Linked DNA regions of Mus musculus: regions 2 and 3 are each linked to region 1. A link is a contact called in public Hi-C and HiChIP or PLAC-seq data. All regions are on one chromosome and are shown on one strand. Each heading gives the region's core, a stretch centred on a gene start, on an enhancer-like site or on the middle of the called end of the contact. The rest is flanking DNA. Distances are from core to core; before and after follow the strand shown.

Region 1 (3,765 bases), core at 471-2,970:
TCATTTTGCTGTACTGTCTTGCTTTTATCTACAGATTCTAATTGTAAGTACTTGATCTACTGCAGTTTCTATCACTTTTATTTTCTGTTTTGCTTTGCTTTTTGAGACAGGTTGCATGCAGCCCAAGCTGGCCTCAGATCCTATGGAGATCTCACGTGCTGGGATCGCGGGAGCACGGCTGGGATTGCAGGGAGCACGGCTGGGATTGCAGGGAGCACGGCTGGGATTGCAGGGAGCACGGCTGGGATTGCAGGGAGCACGGCTGGGATTGCGGGAGCACGGCTGGGATTGCAGGGAGCACGGCTGGGATTGCGGGAGCACGGCTCCAGGCGGAGCTTCTGATCATCTCTTACCACTGCAACATCTTTTCTCTATACTGTTCTGTCTCACAGCCAGTGCTGTCCTGGAATTCACTTAACAGTCCAGACTGGCCTCAAACTTACAACCTTCCTTCTTTATAACCTAATAGAGAAAACAGATGCACTGAGGTTATAGGCAAGGCCCATCATCCATCTCTTCTTCCTTCTATTAACTCTTTCTCTCTCCTCTGAGACACGGTCTCTTAGACCTCAAGCTGGTCTGAACTTAAACTCACTGTGAAACTAAGAATGGTGCTGAACTCAAAATCCTCCTGGCTTCCACCTCCCAGATCCTAGAATTACAGGTAAGTGTCACCAAGCCTGGCTTCTCAGTTCTTCCCTATTCTCACATCTGTCTTCCTTCTAGTTTCACGTGAACTTCTAGATTTTTTTTTTTGCCTTTTTGAGTTCTTTTCTGAATTTTCACAATTCATATTCCATCTCCTGTTAGTTTACCATATTTTTCCTGAGTTCCTATACTCCTAATTTTGGATCATCTTTTACAGAAACTTTTACAGATTTTTCCAACTCCCGGTACAGCTGTGTATACCTCTAAGCCTAGCTCTTGTTAGACAGAGATAGAGGACCACTGCAAGTTTGAGGATATTCTGGTTTATATTAAGTGAGTTCTAAGACATCTAAGGTACACAGTGAGAGAGACTGTCTCAAAACTCAAATAGGGTGGGGGGAGGGGGTAGTGGAGGAGAAACCACACATGGTAGGCAGCTTACACATCTAATTGAGGGGTCAAGGCATGAGGACCACCACAAATTCTAGGCTAGCCTGGGCTGTAAAGCGAGACCTTCAATCTCATGCATATCACGCCCCCCCCCCCCCCTTTCTAATGCGTCCTTTTGTGCTTTGGTTTAAGTTTTTGCTACCATGACTGCTTTTTAAAAAACAAACACACACAAAACAGAATACACTGGTTCCAAGTGATTGGGCAGGGCAGGTGTCAGAGGGCTGAGACCTCCCAATGCCAGAGACCAGCTGTTTCTGAGCACGTGACTGTATGCTGCTGCACTGCTCTACTTTCTCTTCCTTCTTAGATCAGACTAGATATTCTGCCATGGACTCTCACTACAGATGACTTCACCATGAGCCCCTCCCCACTCCCTCCCTCCAGGAAGCACACACTGTCTGCGCGTCTCAGATGCTTCTGATAGCTGTAACTAATCATAGTCTTTCATTTCAGTGAAAATGAAGGTTAATGGTTTCCCCCCCCCCTTATTCTTCTTTCTTTTTTATAGTTTCTAGAGGAAAAAAAAAAAAAAAAGACCCAGGCAAAGGCAGCTGCTATTTGTACCAAAAGACGGCTAACTGCCTGTGAGTGTTCCGTTTGTCAATGCTGGTTTTGGAGAGACAGAGACTCTCAATACTGAAATTCACAGCACCGTTCTTTTGGTTTTTCTCTATGACACAACTTTAAAACACATGAGAAGTAATGGTGACTCACAGTCTAGTAGTGATTAAGTAGACGTCAATATACACGTGAAGTATTATGCATCCATTAAGAACCATTTTCAAAGAAATGTACGTTTGTATATTTCTAGTGGATAAATAACAATATAAAAGTACACATTACAATATAATGTCTAATACACACAATTTTTACATAGTTCTATGTTTTAGATATTTACTTTCACCAAATGAAAAGAAATATAGTCTTCTTAAGTTTTTTAAATTGCTATTTTTAACTTTTAAACATCCTGAATTAAAAAAAAAGTAAGACTGTAACTTATTACTTATTATTTTCTCTTTCAGAAAAAGACAGGTAACTGCAGCACAATTGGTGATTGACCTTATGTAACAAAAAATGCTGTGCTTCTTAGAAACATTGTAAAACCTTTTATATGAGAGACAATCATTACCAGTATAGTATAATATAGTTAATTAAAACTTCATCCAGGCTGTTTAATCAAAAAGAAATGGTTTCTAATCTACTAACATTTCCTAAACTTCTGTTCTGTTGTATGTAAACTATATAAAGTATCTGTTTAATGAGGTCTATTACTAAGGGCATTAAGACTAAAGGGCATTTAGTGTTTTCCTAGGACAGTGACCAATAAATAATGATTATTATTATGCTCTAAATTGTATTTGTCACTATTATTAGAAATAGTCAACATTGTTTCCCATGTGTCAAGTTAAATAACTGGAACATAATAAATGCTTCCAAAATATCTTGTCATGCTTAAAATAAATTACAGTTTCTATTGTGTATTACAAGTCCATGGATTGATATCATACACTTTTAAATAAGACAAATATGCTCCAGTTAAATATTTAGCTAATTTAACGGTCAAACAGCATTACTGCTTGGAAACCTTTGTCTGGAATGCTGGGGATAGGAGTATGGCTCCTCCCATCTCAATTCTTTTGAGACAATGGTCTCAATATAGCTGGCATCAAATTCACTAGAGGTAGAGGCTGGCCTTTAGGATGGTTCTCAATGCCAGCTTCTCCTGCCTTCACGTACCACGGTCTGGGATTACAAGCCTGCCCCACTACAATCACCAGGTACTTCTGACATCTGTCTGCCTGGATTACCTACTCAACATTGCTAAACCAAACCCCACAATTCAAGATGTCCAGAAGTCTGAAAATTATGAGTACCAACATATGCTATATCAATAAGCTGGAGTTCAGAGCATTCTGGATTTTTAGCATTTAGGATCATGTAAGACAGTAAACAAACCAGTATTATTATATAAAATATAAATAAATAAAATACTGTAAAATATTTACTAATAATTCAACACTCATTATGGCTCCATAATTTGGCCTTTCCTATGATGGTGGTAGTGAGTACCTGAGGCTGTGATATGGGTAGCTACTAAGGTGGCATAGGAAGCCAAGTGTGGTGGCACACACCTTTTAATCTCAGCACTCAGGATGTAGAGGCAGAAGGATTTCTGTGAGTTCGAGGCCACCCTGGTCTATACAGAGTAAGTTCCAGGACAGTGGGGGCTACACAGAAAAACACTACCTTGGAAAACAAAACAAAACAAAACGTTACTTGACAGAAGTGGTGGCCTATCTATCACCCCAGGATTTGGGAAGCAGAGATCAAGGACCCCCTAAGCCCAGTGCCCAGCCAAACTAAACCAACCTACAACAAACAAACCTATCTACTCTCTCTGAGCATCTCTGGAAATCATTTCAACCCCAGTTGTTCCAGACACATTTCATGTACTCATTCATTCAATAACATTTCATCTTTCCATTAATGGGTATTATAAATTGCACAATAAACAAATCTGGCAATTTTTACCAAACTTTAAAATGCAAATCCCTCCAAACTCATCCAAACAGTCATCAAATGTACACTTTTGTTATATCAACTACACCTCAAGAAAACCTAATAAATGGAGAGAAAAAAGAATTATCCTTTTGACCCAATGAC
Region 2 (3,765 bases), core at 416-2,915, 460 kb after region 1:
GGAGATATAAACAAGGGAGATATAAACAAGGGAGAGATATAAACAAGGGAGATATAAACAAGGGAAATATAGAGAAAGAAGAAACAGGACTGAATAAACGTGTGCAGAAGGATCCTGTAGCAGCGTCGTTCTTCCTGGCCAGTTGAGTGCGCGCAAGTCATATGACTTAGCTGCAGTCCCTGGCGCCTTTGGGACTGCCGCCACACCCGCTCCCCACAATTCATGGCTGGGCCACCTCTCCAGCCCCTGGCAGCATTTTCAGTTGTTCCCAGGCACTGCCAGTGGGAAAAGCACTCCCACAGAGGGGACCAGCTGCCCACCCAGTGTCCCCTCGCTCCTTCTTGCTACAGACCCAGTAGATGAAAGGCAGCAATGCCCAAGTGGATACCACACTTCCAGCATGGCGTTGAGCACGGGGACCGCCAATGGGCTAGAGAGAGAGTTCTGAGGTGAGAATTCCAAGCCTCCGCTTCCCTTCCTCCCCACGCCCTCCTCTTTCTCTTCCCTCTCTTTCCTTCTTCCAAGTTATATTATGAACACAGTGGCTGGGCCTTAGCAACCATTCTCTAGTTATGAACTTGGAGGTGGAATTTGAGTCTAGGAATGTTGAAAGAGAAGCAGCGAGAAGCTTGGTTAAGCCAGCCCAAGAATCTCCGTCCTTAGGTTGATTTTCTCGTGAGGAAAGCAAACCCTTACCTTGTCTAAGCAACCGCTCCCTGAAGGACAACATTAAGGGCATTTTGGACATTTTTGGGAGGGAGGAAGGTTATATATATTTTTTTTGTCACAATGAATAAAAGTAGTATCTTACATTCAGTAAATATAGGATATCCTGTTTACGTTCATGTAAGTTTAAACACAACAGTGACAGCAAAATGTTTATAATTAACTGTGCTTTGACTCTAACATATACATATGTGACATATATTTATGAATATACCCTATAAACATTTTATATATGCATAAGCACAATACTTTTTTGTGTGGTAACAGACATGTAATTTTCTGGGAATTTGACTTTCATATAAACCAAAGAACTCTTGGATTTTGCTTTTTGAATCTTAATTAGGATTTATTCCCCACCCACAAAGTAATGTCTACATTGGCAGTGTTAACTGGTTCCCATATAGCACACTTATATTAATCTCTTTGGAGTTATCCATTTAGGACAAATGCCCAAATCTTTCATCCTATCTCACAGGGTAGCATACACGAGAGGCATTTGCTGGATTAGAAATGGCCTCCCCCCACCCCCATTTGTCTTTTGATCTCTCCAGAGAAGAACAGTGAGAGAGGGAGCACACGGGTAGGTGCTTGTCAGTTCAGGGTCACAGTTGCGCTGGGGTTAGGTAGGGGAAGCGTAGGCCTTTATGATGCTCGAAGCCCTGCTTGCTACAGAGAAGGCAGGGAGAGCAGCATGCCCAGGGCCATTGGAAGACCTGCAAGCCAGAATTATCAGCCTTGCCTTTTGCCACGGTCAGCCCGCTGCAACTGCTGAGTTAAAGGCATGCTCGAGGTCCTTAATTGGAGCAGATAATTGGTGAGCTGGCTCCGTGCACAGGAAATGTGTTCAGATGGATTTGGCGAAGTAGAGCAGGAAGAAGGGAGACCACCTGATATCCTCTTGTGCCAAGGAGGGCAGCACAAAGGGGCAGTGTCTCCCAGCACAGCATGGGGCCAGCAAGTGCTGTAAGCCCAGGGTCGTGTTCCCTTCAGGAACCTCAGCACCAGAACCAACCGGGTGATGGCTGGGCAAACAATGGCCAGAAGCCACAGGGGCAGACTCTGGGCTGAAGAGGCTTCCCTGCCTCGTGCACACCAGTTAACCTCTTGGTGTCTGCTTCGTTAAAAATCCCCAAACATGTTAAAATCTTGCCATACTCTTCCATGAGATCCACAAATGGTGCTTGCATGTCTACACAGTGACACACATGCCAGGGTCTGTATCTACAGACGGTTTCTGAACCTAGAAGAGGAGAGTCAAACAAACAAACAGGCTCCATGAGCCTTCCTCTTCTTCAGTAAATCACTACTACTTTCTGCTCAGGTTGGGACACGTGGCCAGAAAGCCCCCTGCGCTTTGTCCTGACAGTGGAGCTGACCATTGCTGGGGCAACAGAAATATAGCAGCAGCGGCAGCAGAGATGTCCCTTTCCGAGGCCAAGGATGTGCGCCCGATGTCCAGCCCTGTGACTGACAGAGGCACAGTTCCAGCTTCTTTTTGAAACCTTTATTCCTGGAAAACCCTTCGGTATGAACTGTGTTCAAGAGCAGAAAGGAAGTGAAGGGCCGCGATGGCCGCTCCCCTGCGTGCTCAGTGTGCCTGCTACAAACATGCGCAGGAGGCAGGCGCACATGCGTCCTGCGGAGCCATAGCTCATTTTTTTTTTTTTCTTTCTTATTTTGCTCTGGTGTTGAGAACAAACCCGGGGTCTTCTGCTTAGTAGGCAAAAACTGTGCTACCCCGAGCCCAGCAGCTCCTCTGTGAGCCTTCAGCTTCAGTCACTTCTAGCTTCAACTTGTTTCTTGTTTTGTTTTGACATTTCTTGTTTTTGTTGTATTTTTTTGGTTTGGTTTGATTTTTGGAGACAAGGTTTCTCTATGTAGCCCTCGCTCTCCTGGAACTTGATCTGTAGACCAGGCTGGCCTCAGAGATCTACCTGCCTCTGCCTCCTGAGTGCTGGGGTTAAAGGTGTGTACACCACCATCTTGCTTATTAATTTTTTAAAGTTTTAAATTAAAATTTATTTACCTCCCCACATTCCTGTGTATGTGTCCCGTGCATTCTATAGCACGTGTGTGGCAGTCAGATGGGGGGGGGGGCGGCGGCGGCGGCGGGGGTGTGTGTCTCTGCAGGGGTCAGGCAGAGAAGCAAAGGGAGAAGAGAAGAGAATGAAATTCCGTTCAGCTTTGTTAGCCAAGTCTGCTATCGGGTGGTTTATTCCCAACATATTTAAGCCCAGTATAATTTGGTGGGGAAAAGTTTCCTGGTATAATACAATCCCTGGTGCACCCAAATAGACATAATTACATGAAAACGCGACTCAGGGCACATACCATTTCTTCCAAGAAGGTGATTTCTTGAGATATGCTTTGGCCTGGACTCAGTCATACAGATAGCATAGAGGCCATTTGGGCTATTAACCACGTCTGGTCCTGGATTAAGAACTTGGTGGAGCCTCTGGCTACAAGGGTCATTTAGACAATTAGATATTGCAGTCCTGGTTGATATAGCCTGGCCCAACAGATAACGAGGATCACAAGACTATTGATCACTTCCAATTCTCACTTTCCCATTGGAAAGACTGCTGTGTGCTTAACATTCTTGGATTCTCTGGGGAAATCTGTGTGTGCAAACACTTTAGTGCTGTGCTCCCACAGAGGACAACACATAGGACTTGATTCTGTCCTGTTGCCATGTGGCTCCCAGAGATCGAACCAAGGTGGCCAGGCTTGGCATCGAGGGCCACCCTGCCCGCAGCCATCTCAGAGACCCATTTCTGTTTTTTGAGACAAGATCTTCCTGTATATCTCCAGCTGGTCTGGAGCGCCTGATCGTCTTGCCTCCGTGTCTCAAGTGCCAGGATGACAGAAGTGTACCATCAGTGGCCAGATGGAGCTGCTCGCAGAGGATTTCCTCCTGGCCTGCCAGGAGCCCTGCCTGCCTGGCCTTGGGTCTGGGGCGGGCTTCCTGTAAGTCTTTCCCAGCGTGGTAGATGGACAAAGGCAAGAGATGGAGCCATTTGACTGCGGGCCAGCCTTTGC
Region 3 (3,765 bases), core at 526-3,025, 400 kb after region 1:
ATTCTCCGGGACTTTGAAAAGAAAACAAACAAACAAAACAAAATGAAATAGAACTGGTAGGCGAGCTTACATGGATCATACGAATAATGTTGTTTGTGGAATGAGGGAATCAAATATTTCTGGCTTTGTTCTTGTACATCGGGGTGCCTACAATTCCTCTGCATCTCTGCCATATTCACAGCTCATCTACTTTACTGCGAGCAGATAGCCTGCTTCAGTCATTTTATATGCAAAGACATTGAATAGTCAACATCCCCTCATCAGGAACCAAATGAAGCTTTGTTGAGCAAGCAGACGGGCAATGTCTCCGTTTTAGAGACCCTTTCTCTTAATCCATTTATATCTGTGTGAAACAGGTATCAGTAGCATGGTTTTTAAAGAACTGGGTATAGAAATTGAAAGGTTTAATTTCCAGGTTCATAATGATAACAGTAAACTCAAACTATAGTTTTCTTTTAGAAATTCAATGGAATAGTCCTCTCTCTCTCTCTCTCCCTATGTAGATGGCCTTAAACATTTGAGTCTCCTATGTCCTCCTTCCAAGTTCCAGGATTACAGGAATGAGGCACTATACCCTGCTTTCCTTTTGAGACAGACTTCTTTTTTTTTTTTTTTTTTTTTTTTTTTCTGAGGCAGGGTTTCTCTGTGTAGCCCTGGCTGTCCTGGAACTCACTCTGTAGACCAGGCTGGCCTCGAACTCAGAAATCCGCCTGCCTCTGCCTCCCGAGTGCTGGGATGAAAGGCGCGCGCCACCACCGCGCAGCTGAGACAGAAACTTCTTATGAAGGCCAGGGTGACCTCTAAATCTTGGCACTCCTCCAGCCTCACCCTACCCAGTACTGATACATAAACCTTCACTGCCAAGGGCAGTTTGATAGGCTACTTCTAGGCTTCAGTTTCCTTCTATGTAAAGGGAATTCCTGAAATTGTAGAGTTGGCAGATTCACTAAAACATGAAGCAACCAGAAAGTATACCCCGAAGGGAATGTCCTTAACATTAAAAATTATTCTACATTTGTCTGCAATTCAGAATTAACTGGCCACTCCCGTTTTATCTAGCAGCACTGTACCCGCAATACAGTGTAGGCAATACGTGTACAATGCATATTAAGTCCTTATTACTGTACACAGCAATTAGTGAGAGCTCTGTACATTTTTGTTGTTGCTGTGTTGCCTTTTATTACTGGTTTTTAATTTGGGAGACAGAGTCTCAGAAAATCTTTAGTAAAATTTGGATCTGATTCCAAAGCCCCATTTCCCCTCTAAAATCTGCTCTGCATAGAGTTTCCACGGCACTTCAGTCAGAAGAAGGTAGCGTTGTTCTCAAGAAAGCTTCCCGGTCCCCACACTTTCAAAGCCAAGGGGCTGTTCGGGCCGTCGCGGCAGCCCCAGCACACGCGTCGCGGGCGGACACTCGCGCGTCCCGCGCCAGCTCGTCCACTCAGCAGCCGCGCCGCGCCTCGGTCGCCCTCCCATAGGTCCTTCCGGGCGACAGGCGAGGGCTTTTCATTTTCCCGCCTGCACGCCCAGCTCCGTAAACCTCAGCGTCCCCTCGCTTTGCCTTCCGAGCCCGCTCCACCCTTCCGGACGCCACCTTCCCCCCCACCCGCCTGCAGGACGACAGCTCGGAGGGGCGGCCGCCGCCCTGGTAGGAGGCGGGACGAGGCAAGGGCGGGCTGCGGGAGGCGGGACGGAAGGAGGGGCGGGGCCAAGCGCCTTGGCGCCGCGTTGTCATGGCAGCGGGGCGGGGAGGAGGGGAGGAAGCGAGCAGGCGGGAGGGGTGGGGGGGGGGGGGATGTGGTGCTGCGGCGGCCGCCACCGCAGCTGCCACTGCCTGCTCGCGCCTGGGTGTCCCGGAGGCGGCTGCTGGGAGCCACGGGAGCAGCTGCGGTGCTCTGCCATATTGTGTCTGGCCCGGCCCGGCCCTCGCCTCTGGTTCGCGGCGGCTGAGTGACGGTGAGTCCCCGGGGTCGCGCGGCGCGGCGCGGCGCGGAGGCAGCGTGTGCGGCCGGCGCTGGGCGTGGGGGCGCGGAGGCGGCTGTCCCGTGACGCGCCGGGACATTTTTGTGTCCCGGGAAGAATTGGCGCCCCTGCGCGGGGGTGTACCCGGCGCGCGGCTCCGGCAGAGCGTGGGCTGCCCCGGGGGTGTGGAACCGAGGCGAGCACGGGTCCCCGGGAGTGAGGAGTTAGGAGTTTTCTCCCGAGGTAATGACCGTACCGGAGGGGGCGTCGCGCAGTCGGAGCCACAGAGGGCAGAGGACGCCCAGGCGGAAACCTGCGACCCCGGGAGTTGCTGCTCTAAGAGTCCCGGGGAGCCCGCGCCAGCCACGTCGCCGCTCCGGCTCCCATCCGAGCGGGACGCGCGCGGCGTGGAGTCCCAGTCCGGGGCCCGGCCCGGCCCGGGCGGGATGGCTGGGCCCGGAGAAGTAGTGCCCAGGAGGACTCGCGTAAACTTCGGGCGCGGGGCCCCGATGTGGGGTGGCGACCCCAGCCCGGTTCTCGCGGCCGGAGGCGCCCCCAAGCCTGGCTGGCCCGGGCCGGGGGTGGGGTGGGGTGGGGTGGGGGTGGGACTTGGACTGTTTCGGCGTTGCAACATGTGCACTTCCTGTTCGCCATCTCCTTCGGGGCCGAGGTTACTTCTGCCCTCCGGCCCGGCGCTCGGGCCGGGAGGGTGCGCGGTGGTCCGCGGCCTTGAGCTTGGGTGCCGGCCGGCGTGCAGTGCCCGGCAGCCCGAAGCCGAGCCGGGGAGGTTAGGGGCAGGGAGTCCACGTGCTCGGTGCTCGGTCTTGCACTGCAAACTCCGCCCCCGGCTGCCCTCCGGCAAAATGCCTGGGTTCCCACCGCCGCACCTCACGCGAGTTGGGGGTAGCAATTTCATTGGGAAGCCGCGCTCTCGAGATCTTCTTGCACTTGGTTTCTGCTTTAAAGCTTTCCTTTTTCCACCTTTTGGGTGGCGGTGGGAGGAGTCATAAGTGCAGAGAAATGACAGACTTTTTTTTTTTTTCCCCTACTTGCAACTCCGCTGTGAGCGGTTAATTATTTCCAGGTTAGTTGGTGCTCTTTTCTCCTGTCTTCTGATTGTGACAGCCACGTGGCCGGCTGAGTGCAATAGAGTGCTCTAGCGGCCAGAGAGCTTGAGGCTTCTCTCGCAGCAGGGGCTTTGTAATGGTATAGTCTTGGCTTCTGCGCTCTAATAAGAGGAAGTGGAAAAAGCCGAACCGATCACATCTAGTTGTTTCACCTGAATCGTAGAATGGCTTTCCTTTGCAATTCTGGTAAGGTGTCTATTGCCATTTTTGCCATTCGCTGCAACTTTGATGATTCATCTTAAAATTTCAGCAGTGTTAGGTATCTTCAAAGAGCGACAGGGCAATGTCTTTATAAAAAGAGTTCCCCGACTCTTTAGAAAAATCGTTTTAATTTCAAAGCCAATAACGAGCGATTCTAATGAATCTGAAATGATAACATTCTGGCATTATTTCGGGCTTATGAAAAAAACTCATTTGTTTCTTTTTACACAGATTAGCAATGAAATTATCTTTTTAAGGATAAATACTAGTTTTGTATGTAGTCAGATTTGAGCAGAATTCATAGGTGGAAATTATAGTATATAAAAGTGAAAGAGAAAATGATTAAAGTTAAAAAAATAAACTACTGGAGAGTGAAGATTTAGAATGTCTTTACAGTCTAGATCATGCGTCATTTTTTTGATCGGCAATTTTAATTTGTTTCTATGGCATGTTTGTGTTATTACTTAGTTTTACG

The links. Hi-C and Micro-C count contacts between places; a contact is called where the count stands out from the background. HiChIP or PLAC-seq counts read pairs in DNA pulled down with a chosen protein or histone mark.
Region 2: a Hi-C map of muscle stem cells shows a contact between it and region 1, with 2.4 times the contacts expected there. The contact joins two enhancer-like sites. A contact is called at or near these places in 7 of 484 Hi-C or Micro-C datasets (3T3-L1-derived adipocytes, bone marrow-derived macrophages, embryonic fibroblasts and 4 more), 6 of 115 datasets of contacts at active chromatin or transcription factors (bone marrow-derived macrophages, double positive thymocytes, embryonic basal ganglia and 3 more) and 1 of 9 other capture datasets (embryonic stem cells).
Region 3: an H3K4me3 HiChIP or PLAC-seq map of the SCID.adh cell line shows a contact between it and region 1, with 11 read pairs. The contact joins the promoter of Foxn2 here to the enhancer-like site in region 1. A contact is called at or near these places in 9 of 39 promoter capture datasets (the C10 cell line, the HPC-7 cell line, cranial neural crest and 6 more), 4 of 484 Hi-C or Micro-C datasets (CD4 T cells, bone marrow-derived macrophages, pre-B cells and 1 more), 15 of 115 datasets of contacts at active chromatin or transcription factors (DN3 thymocytes, the SCID.adh cell line, bone marrow-derived macrophages and 11 more) and 1 of 9 other capture datasets (liver).

Annotation. Positions count from the first base shown.
Region 1 is chr17:88,041,226-88,044,990 of GRCm38.p6, forward strand. All of the region lies in intron 1 of Fbxo11 (F-box protein 11), which reads right to left. Among named protein-coding and RNA genes, the nearest start is that of Fbxo11, 23 kb to the right of the region's middle. Within about 2 kb of position 1,721, at least 148 of the 459 cell types and tissues checked have an H3K27ac peak or open chromatin away from gene starts, as enhancers often do. A contact at or near this core is called in DN3 thymocytes, the HPC-7 cell line, the SCID.adh cell line and 7 more, where this site is marked.
Region 2 is chr17:88,503,951-88,507,715 of GRCm38.p6, forward strand. No RefSeq gene overlaps it. Among named protein-coding and RNA genes, the nearest start is that of Ppp1r21, 24 kb to the right of the region's middle. Within about 2 kb of position 1,666, at least 47 of the 459 cell types and tissues checked have an H3K27ac peak or open chromatin away from gene starts, as enhancers often do. A contact at or near this core is called in muscle stem cells, where this site is marked.
Region 3 is chr17:88,438,929-88,442,693 of GRCm38.p6, forward strand. Foxn2 (forkhead box N2) reads left to right here and starts at 1,776. Exons shown (of 6, transcript NM_180974.5): 1 at 1,776-1,956.